Regions from separate parts of the Sus scrofa genome. Here region 1 is linked to region 2. A link is a contact called in public Hi-C data. All regions are on one chromosome and are shown on one strand. The core of a region is the stretch at or near the end of the contact, and the rest is flanking DNA. Distances in the headings are between cores, read along the strand shown.

The links. A called contact is a pair of places that touch in the nucleus more often than the background predicts.
Region 1: a contact with region 2 is called in a Hi-C map of heart right ventricle, with 4 times the contacts expected there. The contact joins the promoter of PHF11 here to the promoter of SPRYD7 in region 2. A contact is called at or near these places in 2 of 47 Hi-C or Micro-C datasets (heart right ventricle and skeletal muscle).

What each region holds. Positions count from the first base shown.
Region 1 is chr11:18,250,591-18,255,077 of Sscrofa11.1, forward strand. PHF11 (PHD finger protein 11) reads right to left here and starts at 1,381. Exons shown (of 10, transcript NM_001244327.1): 1 at 1,259-1,381. The coding sequence starts at 1,340. It overlaps SETDB2 (histone-lysine N-methyltransferase SETDB2), which reads right to left. Exons shown (of 14, transcript XM_013980508.2): 14 at 1,935-4,487.
Region 2 is chr11:17,846,591-17,851,467 of Sscrofa11.1, forward strand. It overlaps SPRYD7 (SPRY domain containing 7), which reads left to right and starts at 2,421. Exons shown (of 5, transcript NM_001243529.1): 1 at 2,421-2,554. The coding sequence starts at 2,449. It overlaps TRIM13 (E3 ubiquitin-protein ligase TRIM13), which reads right to left and starts at 3,415. Exons shown (of 4, transcript XR_002336667.1): 1 at 2,819-3,415.

The sequences.
Region 1 (4,487 bases), core at 131-2,630, 400 kb after region 2:
GTAGGCAAATGGGAGTTTACTTTGGGATATAACCAATTCGAGGTCATTCCAGGCATTGATGAAGCTGGTTATGAGTCTGGAGTTTGGGGAAAAAGTCAGGACAGAAACTCATCCTCAGTAACTCATCTTGCATTCTGTATACACACTAGCTAAATGAAATAGCCAAGTGCCTGGCTGGTGTCTTCACTTGTTTGGACTGCCTTTTCAACCTTTCTACCTCTGACTGGACTGGGCATATCGAAGTGCCCAGGCCAGGGATGGAATGAGAGCTGTAGCTGCCAGCCTGCATACACTACAGCCACAGCAACTCTGGATCCAAGCAAGCCACGTCTGATACCTACACCACAGCTCACAGCAACGTCGCATCCTTAATCCACTGAGGGAGTTCAGGGATCGAACCCTCGTCCTCATGGATACTAGCTGGGTTCCTCAACCGCTGAGCCACAATGGGAACTCCAACCTCGGGTTGACTCTTGCCCTTTAAAACTGATAGGGCTTTCTTTGAACTGAGGAATAGGCTGAGTTGGAGGAGCATCTCATCTGTGTCTCTGTGGTTCTTAGCAGGTCACACATGAGTAGCCTATTAGATTCTTCAGCGCTGAGCGAGCCTAACTCATCTCTGCAGCCCGCCACGTGGCCCTGAGCCTGCAAGTGGTAGGAGCTCTCCAGCTGTTGTTGAAGCGCAGAGAGGAGCCCACTCAGATTTGCCTCACTTAAGGAGAGGGCCACAGAGGACCTGAACTACTGAGTGGGTATAAGGGAGTGATTCCATAACGTCACATTTTCAGTGCGAACTTTCCAAACTGCTTCCTGAGTCCCAGCGGACCCCTTCTCTTCTAGAGGGGGCCACGACCAGGCTACCTCGGCCAGGGCATCGCTCCGGCCGCACTGTTTGAGGGGTGGGTGGAGCCGCGTTGGGAGAGTAAACCCACAGGCGTTTCCTTTCGTTTCCCAGCTTTCGTTTCGCTTCGGTTTCGGTTTGGTCCCAGCGCGGCAGGGCTGTGGCTGTGGGCTGTCCTATCAGCGGTGGTCGAGCTGAACCGAAAGCAAACACTCCTCCCTAGAAGCCGCAGGGTACGGTCTGGGCGCAGAGCAGGGCGGTGGACGCCCAAAGCCGAGCCGCTGCGGAGCTAAGAGCTGCGCGCCGCGTCGCGAGGCGGGTCGGGGGCCCCCAAGTGGCAGCGACTAGAGGGCGGCCCTGGGCCCGGACTGTCGCAGCGGGACACCGCCCGCCCCTCCCGTCCCGCTTGGTACTCACCAGTCGGGAGCGGGACCCCGTCCTCGGCCGCGCACCGGCCGGCCCGGGCCGCCTTGGGATCGGAGGGCCAAGCCGCGTCCATGGCTGCGCCCTGCGCCCGCGCCGACGGAAGTTCCTTTTGGTGAGATTCGAAATTCGTGCTGATTTATTTCCGCTGCCCGGGGAAAGTCCCGCAGGAAGCGACGCAAAGGGTTTGCTGGTAGGGTTTTCAAACGGGAACTCGCAACTTCTCCAGATCCGAGTCTGAACTCGATTTTTTTGTTTTTAAAGCACGCTTGGCGCTCCCCACCCTGCCCCCACTTTCCGAATGGTTGGAGGAGAGGTGGTGGAAGCCTTTGGACTCAGCTGGAGAAATGACTGCTTTTCTGAGGGTCTACCCATTCTTTTCTTATTTTTTTAGGGCCACACCGATGGCTTAGGGAAATTCCCAGCCTAGGGGTAGAATCAGAGCTGCAGCTGCCGGCCTACGCCGCAGCCAGAGCGATGCCCACCCTTAACCCACTAAGTGAGGCCAGGGATCCAGCCTCATCCTCAGGGATACTAGTCGGGTTCATCACCACTGAGCCAGGACAGGAACTCCCAGTTTACCCATTATTTTCTACAAATGTATCACACCAAGTTTGGCCTAAGTAGGCCTAGCATAAAGTGGACGCAGAATTAACTGAGCACGATTCCATTTGCCAGTTGCAAGTCTTTATTTTAGCACCCATGGGGTACACAGCACCATACAAGACGAGGTTTTCGGTGCATGGAACAAATACACATGTAGAGAACATGAACGCATATAATTAAATTACAGCTCAAAAGTAAGTTGTTCTGTAAAAGAAGCATATAATGGTGGTTTGCTGAGTAACTAATGAAAGGAAAAACTCCTGGAGGTCTTGCTTTTTGAGCAGGTTTTAAGAAGAGGAAATGAGGCAAATTGGGGTCAGAAAAGAGAAACAATATTAAAAAGGATAACTTGGAATAGTCTTGACAAACATAGAAATGAATTACAGAAGCAAGAGTGTGGAGCTGTGAAACAGGGAAAAAAAAGCAGGCTCTGGCAGCAACTTTTTTTTTTTTTTTTTGCTTTCAAGCCAGCAGGTGGAAGCATACTCCTTGCCAGGTTAAAAAAAAAAAGCCCTAAAGAGACTGAATTGGAGATTAAATAGCCCAGCTAGGTCATAGCAAAGCAGCTGAAGAGCCCCTTCCCCCACTCTCAGTTTATAATCTCAGCTTTTCCGTGTTCCACTGTTAAGTGTGAGCTGACTGCCAAGATCACTAACTGAGGAAAGCCTAAAACATGAAGTACAAAAACCAAAGGAAACATACAGGGAAAACAAAGAAACAAACCTTGGAGGTCACAGAAATACAGATATGAACGCCTGTATGTGTGTGTTACATGATAAAGCATTTTCAAAGAGATAAGATACTACAACCATGAACCAAAAATAAGACACTACTAAAGAAAAAATATTCAGAAAAGAGCTCTAGAAATTAAAAAAATGCGACCCAGCCCCCTCCCCCCAAAAAATCCAATAAAATACGCCCACCACAATAGACAAACTGGAAGATTAAGTTGAGTATATCTCCCAGAAAGCAAAGCAAGAAGAAAAAGCTGGAAATTAAAAGAAAAAATTTAGAGAACCAATCCTGGAGTTCTAACATTGGGATAATAGGAATTCCAGAAAGAGAGAACAGATAATGAATCATTAAAGAAATAGTTCAAGAAAATTTCTCGGCAGAGTTCCCTTCGTGGCTCAGAGGTTAATGAACCCCACCAAAATCCACAAGGATTCAGGTTTGATCAGTGGGTTAAGGATCTTGTGTTGCCATGAGCTGTGGTATAGGCCAGCAGCTGTAGCTCCCATTTGACCCCTAGCCTGGCAACTTTCATGTGCTGCGGGTATGGCCCTAAAAAAAGAAAAGAAAAAAGAAAGAAAATTTATCTGAACTGAAGAACAAACTTTTCAGATTGAAAGATTGCACCAAGCACCTGGTACAAGGGATGAAAATGGACCCTTACTGGGAACAGAACACTGGGACAAAGAGAAGGCTGTAAATGTGAAGAGAAGTAAAAACTGGTCACATATACAAAAGATTAAGGAAAAGAATATCATCTTACTTCCAATAGTCACCCTAAAAGCCAGAGGTGAGAACATTTTCAGACTTCATAGCAGCAACACTGGAATCTAGCAAATGAGTTCAAAATTGGGCATGGAAGCTACTCAAGAATTCTATGCCAAAACAGCAGTCAAGTGTTAAGGGTAGAATAACATGTTCGAACATACAAGGTCTCAGAATATTTACCTTTCATTTTTCCTTTTCCAAAGCTACGGGAGGATGTGCTTCACCAATATATGGGGATAAATCAAGGAAAGGGGAAATAATGAGATTACTAGATTTAACCAGAAACAGGTCTGACAGGGGAGACAAAGCATCTCTAGGACGCTGATGGAAGATGGTGTCTGTGAACCAGTACAGACTGAAGAAGATTAAGGTGTCAGATTTCAGCACAAAAATATTTTCCATACTTATCAAGTGCCTTCATTTTTAGTGTGTTGCCTAAAATTCCTGCATCTTTACTGTGAATAAATGGACTTCTCAACTTTCCTCATCTGTCTATAGGATGTTGGGTTATAATTTTTTTGCTCCATTTCCTATCTCTTTGGTTTTCTACTCTCTAAACCAATTTCAAGTTAATATTTTTAAGAAATTATGAATTTCTGTTTGAAAGGTAACCAAATGAAACACGGAATCAAGTTCAGAAAAAAGAAAAAAAAAAAACCCTCTAAAACAGAACTACTTTTTATTACCCTGGTTCCAAGGCAGATGTATGTCTCTGTTATGGATAAAATTAGCTTTAACTTTAGGAAATTCTTATCCCCTTTCCCCTAGACAATCATGGCTAGATAATCTATAGCAAAGTTACTCTTTCCCTTTTTTCGGAAGAAGATAATTTGCACTTCATCCCTAGGAGAGTCCAAGGGTCTGATTCAGACTTTGTAGCTCAGTAGAATTGTTAAGTGAAATTCTTGCTCAGCACAATCTCTTCTGGCCTACATGAGCCAAGTTTGACTGTTCTCTCAGTTTCTTTTTCTTATGGCTCTACTCTATCCAGAACAAATGTATTCTAACTCCTTCAAATTTCTATTCCCTCTTTTCCTGTCAATGTATTTAAAGAGTAAAGAGAATCTGTGGAAAAGAAATTTCCTCTCAAAGAGCGAGCCAAAGCCTTCCCCACAGG
Region 2 (4,877 bases), core at 1,171-3,670:
TTTCAAGTAGTCATTTTCTGTTATTGCTTTTGACTTAGATAAATGACCTTCTAACTAACTATTGGGAAACTTTTTTAGGCTTTATTTGTGATGGTTATTTAAAGCGATAGCTGTGAAAGACTGTCAAAACATCTCTAACATTGTGCTTTTCAAAAAGAAAGGCTTATTTCTTTGAAAACAATAATGAAAGGATAATAGAATCCCAGCTATAAGAAGGAGTAAGGTCTGTGAGTTTTCGGATGGCATTCATCTGCCAAGGCAGGGAAGTCTGTTTCTGGGCCTAACCGGTTTTGCTTGCTTCATACTGCTGAGTACACTTGAATTGCTACACTGTGGGCAAAGTGCACTGGGCAGTGCCCCAGCAAATAGTTTTCTAACCAAGCAAGACTACAGGCAATTCTGCCTCTACAGTAAAGGCCAGTTCACAGCCATCTAACAGCCTGGCTTTTCATTGAACATGTGACTAACTTGATTGGCCTGAGCTCCAGTCAAATCCAATACACTTACATTTATTATATATTTAACACACGTATTACTTTTATAATGTTTGTGAATAAAATATTTTACCTTATAACAACAAATTTTATTTTACTTTATTGCTTATACATGAGTTATGGAAGTTTATGGTTAATTTGGAGATTAACAAAACATACAGAAATTAAGTACAAATCTGTATTTTGAACTAAGAGCACATTTAAAAGGATTATAGCATTAATTGCAAGAGTTAGAACTTTAGAATTTGAGAAGCAGCATGATCTGGTGGAGCAAATACAGACTCCGTCAGAGTCATGGGTTTTGAATCCTACCTTGTTTATTTCCTAGTCATTTGAGGCTACACAAATTATTTAATCCCTTCAAGCCCATCTCTTCACTTACACAGGGACAATATTTACTCTCAAACTTTTCAAGAATTCGGTGAGTGTGTGTAAGAAAGAGTGCCTACCTCACAGATATGCAGAAAATTTTTGTCTCTGCAACATTCAACTCCCCACTCCTTCCCAAAGGGAAAAACTAGGACACTAACACTTCTCCAAATGGTCAAGTTTTTCAGCAAAAGAAAATTTCATGTGTAAAATGATCACCAGGAAAGTACTTTATAGGCAGTGAGGGCTTCAGCAATCACCTCTGGTATTAATCCTATGATAAATAAACCTCAAAGTACAAATCTTTGAGATTTTCATAAGTATTGTAATGAAAACACCGTTTGTATAAACATCCAAGAAACTCAGGACCTTGAAAAAAAATTCTCCCATTCTGAAGGGAAAAATTCACCATAAAAGATATTTGTCACTAAGAAGTTATGTCGAAGAACCCATTACATACTGAGGGGGCATTTTGCGTCAGGTCTCCCAGGGCTTGAATCCTGGGGAAGTCTTCAGATGGAACCTTATTTGACAACAGAGGTTTAAGCCAGATTAATTCTAGAGGTCGTCCCAGACTTTCTCCAGGCGACAAGTGGTATCTGAAGATGGAAAATGGATCAGGATGCGGATGATCTAAGTAGTGCACCAGATGACTGGTGCTCCCAAACGGGAGGCTCCTACATGGAAACAGGAAACAACAGGCTGTAGGAACTCAGTCCTTCCCCTGAACCGCTGACTCAGGGGTTCCCATTACACTCATTAGAACCCATTATCCATGCCGCTGAATTTGGAAGAGACAGGTCAAGAATCGCCCTCCAGCCCTGCCCCAGGGAGTCCCCTCCCGGGGTGGCCTCCAGTACGCCCCTCAACGGGAAACTCGTCTCTGCACCTAAAATGCAGCAGGGGAGTCGACTCAAGAGCCCTGGATGCATAGCCACTGTGCAATTACTAACAGCCATTACTCCTGGGCCCTGTGCGTCTGTTCATGATTTGAGAAAATTCTCCAGAAACCAGCCACGGCGGGGGGCGGTGAGAGGGGGCCAGAGGCTCTTCGCGAAGGCGAAGTTCTCTCAGTCCTGGGCGTGGAGGGAGGACATCTTCGGGCTGTTTTAAATCAGCTCCCACTCCCCCAGGCAAATTTGCCACTGCCAACTAATGCCTAAAATAATGTCGAAGTGGGGGGCAGTTTTTAAACTACAGCATCCAAGGACACCTGAGCTAAATGAGAACGCAAGTCAGCTCGAGCCCGGGTCAGTACAGAAATACCTACATAAGCGGGGCGGCACAAAAGGGAAAAACCTTTCCGCGCAGGCGCACGCGGTTCACCGCCCGGCCGCCACGCCCTCTGCCCCGCCCCGCCCCCAGCCCCGCCCGCCGGCCGATCCTCGGTATCTTCCGCCCAGGCAGGCTTCGCCTCAGACTGCGCTGCACCCTCCCCGCCAGGGGCGTCGCTGTACCAGCCTCTGCGCCCCACAGACTCCCTCCGGCGCTCGGGCGGGGGCAGGAGGCGGAGCGGAGGGGTAGGGGCGGGAGTCGCCGCGGTCTAGGGGCGGTGGGTCGCGGTGTCGTCGGCGGTCCCTGAGACATGGCCTCCTCGGTGTTCTGCTGCCTGCGGTGCTGCAGAGATGGCGGGACGGGCCACATCCCTCTGAAAGAGATGCCGGCCGTGCAGCTGGACACGCAACACATGGGTAAGGGCCCTCCCTTCCCGTGACCCAACGGCCCACCCCGAGTCGGGCGGTGCGGGTCGGGGTCAGTCGGGGGTCGCGAGCACCACGCGCGGCCGGGCCCCGCCGGGCCCCGCCCCCTGCCCTCGCCCTGCGACGCTGCCCTCGGCCGGGTCTGGCGGATCTCCTCCAGACACAGGCCGCCTCCACTTCGGCCCGGTTCTGTGTTCAAGGCTACGCAGTGTTGTCTGCCCTCGCCTAGTGGAGATGGTGTGTGGGTGGACCTACCCGTTCTCACCGGAATCTCCTCCGAGCTGTCGCATCCTGAGACTCGGCACAAGTTCCCAGGCGTGGGGAGCGATAGTACTGTGGTGCCCCTCCTACGGTGTCCCACGGGCGAGCTCCAGTCAAATCCAATACATTTTCAGAATGCTTTAGCTGATTTCGGCTCCTTCTGCCCAGGCAGCTTTCTCTTAGCCCATCATTTATCGGTTGTTTTATTGAAAATTATTTTCCTCTCACCTACTAATGTCAAAACAGGGCAAGTTGCAGAAGCTTCAAGTCACAGCTCATGTCAGACCGTGTCACTTCAACTAAAACCTCCCATTGTCTGACTCCTCCTTAGTCACGCTTAGCGGTGTTGTAATTTCATCTGACTGGTCTGTTGCCAACAATTCAGGCTGTTGCAAAAATAAAACAGCACTTTGCTTCTTCTCATGTATGTTTTTCCTTCCAATTTCGCATGAACATATAGCTTCTCTCACATTCTTCCTCTCCCCTCTGTAGCCTCTTTCACAACCTTATTATTGTTTCTGTTCTTAGACTGTCCCATGTAGTTTCATGTTTCTGGAGTATGGTTCTAGAAGGAGAGATTCCCACTAAGTATTTCAGAGTACTATCTTTTTGTGGATTATTCTCTTCTAAATATATATATATGCACTTTCAGTTTTTCCCACATTTCTCTTTGGCTAAAGGACAGTACATTAAAGTAAGAAAGGGATTTCTTAATATTTATAGCAAAACCCTCTCCTGCCTAGATTCTTTATAATTCTAGAGACACTCTTCCCATTATATTTCTATAGCATGAACTAAACCACAAATGTAATTATATACTGCTTTTTATTGGGGTATTTAATTTAATTTTTTTTTTTTTTTTTTGTCTTTTTGTAGGGCCGCACCTGAAGCATATGGAGGTTCCCAGGCTAGGGGTCTAATCAGAGCTGTAGCTGCTGGCCTATGCCTCAGCCACAGCAATGCAGGTTCTGAGCCCCATTTGTGACCTATACCACAGCTCACCGCCATGTGGGATCCTTAACCCACTGAGCAAGGCCAGGGATCAAACCTGAAACCTCATGGTTCCTAGTCAGATTCGTTTCCACTGCCCCACGATGGAAACTCCAGGGGTGTTTAATTTTAATCCTTATGTCTCCTAAATTTAATGCAGCAGCGTAATACATAAATACATGTAAATGTATGTGTATATCTCTTTAAATTATTACTTATTCATCATCGTTTATAGACAGATGTTCAAATCCTATAATTTCCCTGAGAAAATGTTTCCATTCCATTTATTCATTCGCTCAACTGATATTTATTGGATGACTCTCAGATGGCAGGCATTGTTTTAGATGCTGGCAACACGCATAGTTCCTGGAGCTTATGATCAGCTTTAGTTCTTTTCTGTCTCTACTGCCAAAATCCTGAATTACTACAATCTACTCTGTAAAGTATTCCTTTTCTCTGGTCTCTTCTACAAAGAGCTGGTCACTTGTGCTTGTTCCACTATGTTCTCCTTTTCCAAAGCTGCATAGCGTCTTTCAGTAATGTCATTTCCCAGTTTTCTACCTGCGTGGAAACTTTTTCTTATCCTGTCTTCTGGTGAATTCAAATTCTTCAATCACAGAAGCAACCTGATTTTAGAAAATAATAGGAGAGGCTTATCAAGCTAGGAATAGTTTAAAGCATGCATTGATCTTAAGTTGATATATGAGGAGCACACTTAGTGAATATGCATGTGCTTGGATATGTGAAACTTTATTTAGATAACTTAAGGAGTGTAGTTGCCTTTAGATTTAAGAAAATAGTCTGGGAGTTCCCATCGTGGCGCAGTGGTTAACGAATCCGACTAGGAACCATGAGGTTGCGGGTTCGGTCCCTGCCCTTGCTCGGTGGGTTAACGATCCAGCGTTGCCGTGAGCTGTGGTGTAGGTTGCAGACGCGGCTCGGATCCCGCGTTGCTGTGGCTCTGGCGTAGGCCGGTGGCTACAGCTCCGATTCGACCCCTAGCCTGGGAACCTCCATATGCCGCAGGAGCGGCCCAAGAAATAGCAACAACAACAACAACCAA